Regions from separate parts of the Anas platyrhynchos genome. Here region 2 is linked to region 1. A link is a contact called in public Hi-C data. All regions are on one chromosome and are shown on one strand. Each heading gives the region's core, a stretch centred on a gene start, on an enhancer-like site or on the middle of the called end of the contact. The rest is flanking DNA. Distances are from core to core; before and after follow the strand shown.

Evidence for each region. Hi-C and Micro-C count contacts between places; a contact is called where the count stands out from the background.
Region 2: a Hi-C map of F5 follicle shows a contact between it and region 1, with 2.4 times the contacts expected there. The contact joins two enhancer-like sites. A contact is called at or near these places in 4 of 8 Hi-C or Micro-C datasets (F1 follicle, F5 follicle, liver and 1 more).

Annotation. Positions count from the first base shown.
Region 1 is chr6:15,200,852-15,204,640 of IASCAAS_PekinDuck_T2T, forward strand. CSGALNACT2 (chondroitin sulfate N-acetylgalactosaminyltransferase 2) reads right to left here. Exons shown (of 9, transcript XM_072039480.1): 9 at 2,780-3,789. Among named protein-coding and RNA genes, the nearest start is that of MBL, 29 kb to the left of the region's middle. Within about 2 kb of position 1,805, at least 5 of the 8 cell types and tissues checked have an H3K27ac peak or open chromatin away from gene starts, as enhancers often do. A contact at or near this core is called in F5 follicle, where this site is marked.
Region 2 is chr6:15,264,734-15,268,522 of IASCAAS_PekinDuck_T2T, forward strand. RET (ret proto-oncogene) reads right to left here. Exons shown (of 26, transcript XM_072039478.1): 17 at 2,316-2,572; 18 at 897-1,044. Among named protein-coding and RNA genes, the nearest start is that of CSGALNACT2, 31 kb to the left of the region's middle. Within about 2 kb of position 1,643, at least 2 of the 8 cell types and tissues checked have an H3K27ac peak or open chromatin away from gene starts, as enhancers often do. A contact at or near this core is called in F5 follicle, where this site is marked.

The DNA.
Region 1 (3,789 bases), core at 555-3,054:
TCATCTGCACAGCTGAATGCATGCACACGCACTTGTATCACAGCCTGGTGACTGCTGAATGCAGCCTGAAGTTCAGCGTACTTAGACAAATGAAATCACTTAAGATCACATCATAATGAAGGAAAATCCTACTATTTCTAGTTTCATTACAGAACAAAACCAGTGATGTGCAAACAAACATTGAGCATTAACTCTTAAATTACTGATCTTTGTCTTGAACCACGTGTTGTCATCATATACCTTACTGTATTTCAGCATGAAATACTGTGACAAATCAGAAATAGGAAGAAAAGGTTTTAAGACAGATATCAAAGCTGGTAAATGGCAGAAAGCAATTCTTGTGCACCCTTGCTGCTCTTGTCCTGCTTACAGAATCCAGACTTTCCTTGCCACTCAACACCACTCTGCCTCCCAGCAGCTCAGTTAGCTCCAACTCCCAGCGGCTCCTGTGTTGCTCAAAAGCCAATACTGGAGCTTATGAAAGGCTGAAGGCTTTGTGGCACAGTGTTTTAAGAAATGAGAAAATCCACATCAAAGAGAAAGAGGGACTGGGCTAATAAGGAAGGCAGCAAGTACACTATTGTGATGAAAAAAGAACAAGCTGATGCAAGACCAAGTGGTGAAAAAATAAGTCATCCCATTTTTCAGGTCATATTATTTATACAGCACATGTAATTTGTTTCAGGTATGCTAAGGAGTTGGGGAAAACTAATTGTTCTCCAGAGTTGTACATTTTTCTGCCTATTATTGGGCAGTGACACAGCATTATGTTAATTGCTCGGGAATGTAACTGAAGTGCCAGTAACATCCATAGCCAGATAGAAGACAGTAGACTTGTTAGCTTGTGATAACAGTGGTAACTTAACCTCAAAATCTGAGCCCTGAAAGTGGCTTCACTCATGCGTTTCCCAAAGACTAAGGCAGAAGAAGTAGCGAAGCACTTCTACAGAATGTGTAGTCAATGGGTTTCTGTGGAAATAGAGTGTCCCAAAGAATAACTAAAAGCAGAACAGACCCAGGAAAGTAGCACGTAGATGGTAACCTGACATAGTTGTACAAATTCAAGCAACTTTCGAAGCAACACACTGAACAGAAACGTTCTCTCTACAGTCCACAAGTCTCAACCTTTTCTTGTTTTATTTTGGGATTACTAGGGACATATATCTTGTCCTCTTCTGGAGAATCCCTGTTAAGATAGACAAAACAATCCATCTGTGTATCTGTATGATATTCATCAGTTGACTCCATTCAGTGAAGGCCATTTGGAAAAATGCACATTAATTCACTGAGAAACAATATCTGAATATCTGACATTGTTTAAACTAACTACTTAAAACATAGGTAAGCTCAAGAGCAATGTTCAAAATGCTTCAGAACAAAAAAGGAAAAGGCCTATTTTAAGATTAAATTAAAAGCTGCATGTTTAAAGCAGTTATTTATAATCTAATTACTTTAATGAGAAAAATTAAGTGACAAATCGTTAGCGAACATGAGGTGTATACATGATTAGTAGTAATTCCCTGGAAGTATAAACTTTAAATCATAACAACTTTTAATTTAAGCAACTCATTTAATTTCCACTGTTACCATTGTTAATAAGCTACCCAACAAATTATAGAAGTACCATAAAACACTATTTACACTATTAGAATTGAGTATTTGCCTGCTGTAAATGCTCTACGGATTGTGAGCAGTAAAGTCATCTTGCAGAACAGCAGACGAGCAAGTTGTTAGATGTGTGTACTGTATCCACTATTGTGCAGCAGCAAAACGTATCTGAGGAGATTCCATGTCCTTGTTATTACCACTGTAGAGCAAGCACCATGCAATGACTTAACATAGCACAGAGCCCACACTAATCTCTCTGGATTTCATAACACAGCACAAACATGCTCTTAGTGAGCTGATAATGTCATAGCACATGTTCTCACACAAGCAGTTACTGCAGACAGCAGGACTAATTGTGCAGAAGAGAAAAGAGAAAGGGCCAGGCCTGCAAGGGCTCCAAGGAGTTTACAACTGCTCAAATGATGATTTGGACTGCTTGTGTCTATACCCAACCCTGGCATGAGCAAGTTCCAGTAGGTCCGACTTCATTTAACTTCAATGCCTCCACCTCCGCATTCTGGGGCGATGAACGGAAAGTTTTCAGAAGTGGTTCCTATTGATTGCCTTCCAGCATCTGTATCAGACCAGTATGGACTGCACAGATGCAGACACTTGACATTTTTCTCTTTCCTCATTTCAGCCACTTTTGATAAACACAACCACTCAGTGGAAATACTAGAAGATGAGATCTGGCTATCAGCAGTCTGCTGTGTGCAAAACATGGGAACTAAACTGGTAGAGTGATAACAGCCAAGCTGCAGCAGTGCTCAATACCTCCATACAACCTCAACAGTCATGCCAGTGTGTGTATGAAGTGAGATGAAGTGAGAGGCATTTTTGATGCTTATTCTTGCACCAGCACAGCCAGGACAACACTAGCTAAGTGTTAAGGGCTGGAGTTTCAATAAAAGTTCCCACTTAAATCTTACTAGAAGTCGTCATGCCTACGTACTTACTCTTTTCCTCACTGGTACCTTGTTCTGTAAGGACCCACCACCAAGATGTTTACCTTACAATAAAACATCTGGTATATATGTAAGTTTTATATCTAGTCAGGATAGATGTTCACTGGTTAAAACTCTCACCGCAAATACTATTACTTCAATCTGGTGTGTCATCTACCTGGTAAAACATTATAAACACTTATTTCAAAAGAAACAGCTTAAAACAATTTCTAAAATGCAGATATTCCATTTATTATACAGAGAATCAGTTGCAAGAAGTCTTGCAATGCTTTCTCATCACTCTAAGTACAATACAGGAAACTGTTCTCCACAATAAGTTACATAAAGGCAGATTTTATGTACATATGAAAGGATCAGTGCCCGGAACTATTTGCACAGCATATCTGCTATTCAGAAAAATCAGCCATTTAAATTTTTAATTGCCTTCAGAATTCTTGAAGCAAACTGAATTCATTAACAAAACTTAATTACCTGGTTTGAAAAGGTTTGAGAAGGGTTTTTGCCTAGTTTCTAAATTCTGTGGAGACCATGCAAATGGTATAACCACTGAATTAGCATTCTCACCATTAATTTTAAAAACAAATGTATTAAAAATGAGGCATGCCATACGGTAGTATATAAGACAACATGGAGAAAAGTGACCTGCCTGCATTTAAACTGCTTATGCATCCCAGAATATCCAAAAGGGAAGTAGGGAAGTAGTAGTGCCATTGTACAAGACACTCATGAGACCGCAGCATAATTCTGTTCATGCATGCTTGACCCCTTCCATTCTTCCCCTCCCCCAAAAAAAAAAAAAAAAGAACAACACAATTGAAAAAGTGAAGAATAAGGCTACTGGGATAAATCAGTAGAACAGAAAGTATCATGTGAAGAAAGACTGTAACAGCACTTGCTTTTCCAGTCTGTGAAACAGCTAAGAGTATGTGACTTGCTTCCAAAAACATGTCAGGAAAATGACAGAGGGAAAGAAAGGGACATTGGCATAACAGCAAATGGGTCTCTAATGAATTTACATAGCAATGAAATGATGGTTCCTCAGTTTAAAGGCTGAGATGCACAAGCAGGGCTTCAGAATAAGGAGTGGGGCCAAAAATCCTTAAACAAAAATGTTTAATAGCATAGCTCAGTTCACAGAAAGGATTCTATGATGTAGTATGCACTGTGGGAAAAGACTACATCCAGAAATGCCCAACTGGAACATTCCCAACTTCTT
Region 2 (3,789 bases), core at 393-2,892, 64 kb after region 1:
TCCTTCACCACCATTGCATATCTAATGAAGTCATCAGGCCCAGACATTATATATGCAAAATCTGCATTCATATTTTACAGTAAAGGTGGCAAAATCTATGGATTACAATCCACGCATTCAGCCTTCACCTGAAACGTACACTAATACTGGAGAATTCTACTTCAAAGACCAAAAAACAACTAACCATACAAAAAGAATCATCTTTTTCTTTCAATACCGTGTCTTTTTCTGTATGGTAAAGAAACAAGTATAAATGGGGCCTAAAACTAAACAGAGACAGGGACAAGAGCTCAAGGTCTCATATTATAATCTTAACATAACCTAGGAACACATTTTTTCCCTATCTTTAAAGTCTTTGGAAGAACTGAAGACACCAGGAGAAAACATTAGGCTCTGCAAGCCAGTTTGGCAGAACACCTGGTAATTGAAAAGTATATCAGAAAGTACAAAAGTAGATGGAATTCTCAATCAGAGAAGTAACTTAATAGGCCTATTCTGTCTCTTGCCATGGTTATAACACAATTTACTTTAAAAGCTCTGCCAAATAAAACTGCAGGGAAGGAGGGGAGTGGAGTGTCAGAAAGCTTTAACATGCCCTTGCAATATTTCTGTCAATGCCGACCAAAATTAAATGTATTTGCCCCATTAAGACAGAGAATCCTTGCACATCGTTAATCAGAACCACTTGTGGAAGTCACTTATTTGTATCAACATGATGCTAGCTGCTAAAGTCAGAAATCTGTCAGAATGTAACAGACTGCTGCTGGAAGAAATGAAGGCTGTGGTACTGGTTGTTCCTAGCTGACATTTTACTTTCATGTTAGCCCCTTTTCAAATGCATGCAGAAGTTACAACAAATAGTTTTCAAAACATTTCAGATGCAGATGGGAAGGTACCTTTTAGCATTTTGACTGCCACAGTAGTATAGCCAGCTCTTCCCTTGAGTCTGAAAGCTGTTGCCTTGACAACCTTTCCAAATTCACCCTCTCCAAGAGTTTTACCAAGAACCAAGTTTTTCCGAGGGAATTCCCACTTCGGATCTTCCTGCAGGAGAGAAAAGAAACCCTATAAGACGAGGAAGAACAGAAGCGGATAGCTACACCAGAGGCATTAATGTTCAATAGGAGATCATTCTTCAGGAATAGGTATACTTTGGTGTACAATTTCGGTTGCTCCCTTTTTTTTTTTTTTTTTTTGGTCAATGAGTGCATTGCTAAGAAAGCTTCTGAATCTCTAAGCATTTTGCAAGTGTTTTTACATTACCTTAAAATCACCTCCTTCAAAAAAGGCTGCAAAAGCAGCTTGTGGATAATATATTATATTTACAGGACTTAGAAATCGTGTACAAATGAAACATGAAGCAATGCAATATAAACGTTTGCTTTCAGAATAACTGTGAATATGTGACTGTAGACTTCACTGAGAAGTAAATTAGTTTTACTCAAGGACTAAGGCTTTCCCTGCAGAGTCCATCAGACACAACAATCCTCCTCTTAGGAAATGAGAGTTATCAAGCCTTACAGTTGTGAAATGGTGACAGATGTACAAACCAGACGAGAGATGAAAGTACACAGAGCGCAAGGCCTGTGAAGACGTCAATATCTAGCATGCAAATAAAGCTGGTGTTGCCACATGTCACAGAAAATGGCAGCGTTTCTTTACTATATTGGTCCATGAAAACACACCAGCTGGCAAGCATCCTGAATAGTATGTAACTTACCAACACAGAAGAAACTAGATTAAAGATATGATAATATAACTGGGCAAAAAGCATGGACACCATTCCCACATGACCTGACACCTACAGTGTGTCTGTATAACAGAAATCAGGAACAGATCTCAGCTTTTTTTCTTTTTTTTTTTTTTCCTCCCCTAAACTTATCCTCTGTGGAATACTATGGCTAATCACAGAGACTACAAACCTGTGCTGATTATTAGACTATTATTTTATTTTAACAATGTTAAATGTAACAACTTTAACAATTATATTACTTTAAAAATGTTAAAATTAAACCACACCATAAAATGTAGAGTTACATTTAGAAAAAAAATGGCTTAAATTTGACCCATTGTTACATTATATTAGAATGGAACAAAAGTGGCAGAATATACTGGCCTTGTGCAGTAAGTTATATGACTTATTCAATTACTCATTAAGTATCTGTCCCTCTATACATCACTTCTGTTTTAATCATTTGATTTGGGTGTTTCTATAAGCAGATCGCACTTCTGTAACATTTTCTACATGCATAAACACCATTCTTTAGGAACAACACAGATATGAAAAAGTATACACAAAACTATATCAGACTTACTGGTATTTTAAAGGTGTCTACAGACACTTGGTTCTCCATGGAATCTAAAGAAGGCCGACGGACATTAGTAGAAGAATAGCTGATGGGATAGGACTGGGCCGGGCGCCGGAATGTCATTTCTGCAGAGGCAATAGGTGGCTTTGGAGAATTTTTGTGGTAGCGATGGATGAAATACGAAGAAAGCAGCACAGAGATGATGAAGGACAACAGCACTGCCCCTGCTATGACAGTCTTGCACACATCATCACATAGTTGCTCTGTGGATCAAGAAGAATTTATTAGAACTTTGTTGTTTCCTACTTCAGCTTGGGCAGTTCACGTGACACAGGTGTGACAAAGAATTCAAAAACATTTTTAAAAGCTACAGGAAAACCTAATAGCTGATTTTCTATTTTGGGCAGCAGCAGATAATCTTAAGCAAATGAGCTTAATTGACTGTGTAAAATGGAAGGATAGCTATCTTGAACTGATATTCCTTGTCTTTATAGAATTAGCTACTTCTGAGACTCTTCTTTATGGTCCAGCCTACCATATACTGATCTTCTGATACTACTTCTATCTCTGGAGACCTGTGACTAGATTTCACTTGTGGACAACAGTTTATGTTAGAACCATTCTGTCCAAATAGGGTCATTTTCATATATAAATTTTACTTCATTATGATGCCAATTATTGTACATAAGAAAAATACTTCTCTTCATCTTTTTGGATTCTAAAGAAAGAGACTTAGAATATTTGTATTTAACAAAATATTGTTTGTGAAAGCATTTCCTTATGCTGCAACTGCTTATGCATTTTTTCCTCCACATTTACTACTTCTCCTTTTCCATAAGGACTTTTAGTGTCTTTCTTTGGAAACTAAATTATGTAAGTGCCCCTAAACATCATTCTTCTAAGGCTGCGTGTTTCTCTCTGAAGGAACTGAGAGATTCAACATACTGTCCTTGCACTACTTACCATGAGATAATTCTGACCTCAGATACACAGTTAAGTTAACTACATCTGCAAGCTGTACCTCAGAACTAAGTAAAACAGCATAATATTTTTCTGGAATGTAGGGGCAGGGGGAAAATTTATGCTTCCTCTTTTTCTTTTTATGCCTATAAAAAATTTACTCAAGAGTGAATTGGGGTATATTCTAAACAACTCAGTTTGAGACATGTAAAATATTTGACTTTATGTTTCTTATTAGCAATAGTAAAAACGGTTTTAAAATAATAGTATTTAATCCCCATTAATCTGCTTTAAAGAACTGTATAAAGCTTTTTATCTTTAAACAAAGGTCAATGAATAAAGTAATCCATTCTTCCTCCTAAAACAATAGGTGTAGGCTATATGACATTTGATAGCTGAGATTTTCAGAAATGATTAGGAGGCTGGAATTACTTGAAAGTAATAGAATTCGGTATTCTAATTCTCCTAGGTGTCTTTGCAAATATCAGGTGAGCCTCACTGAAATGCAAATACTGCTGAA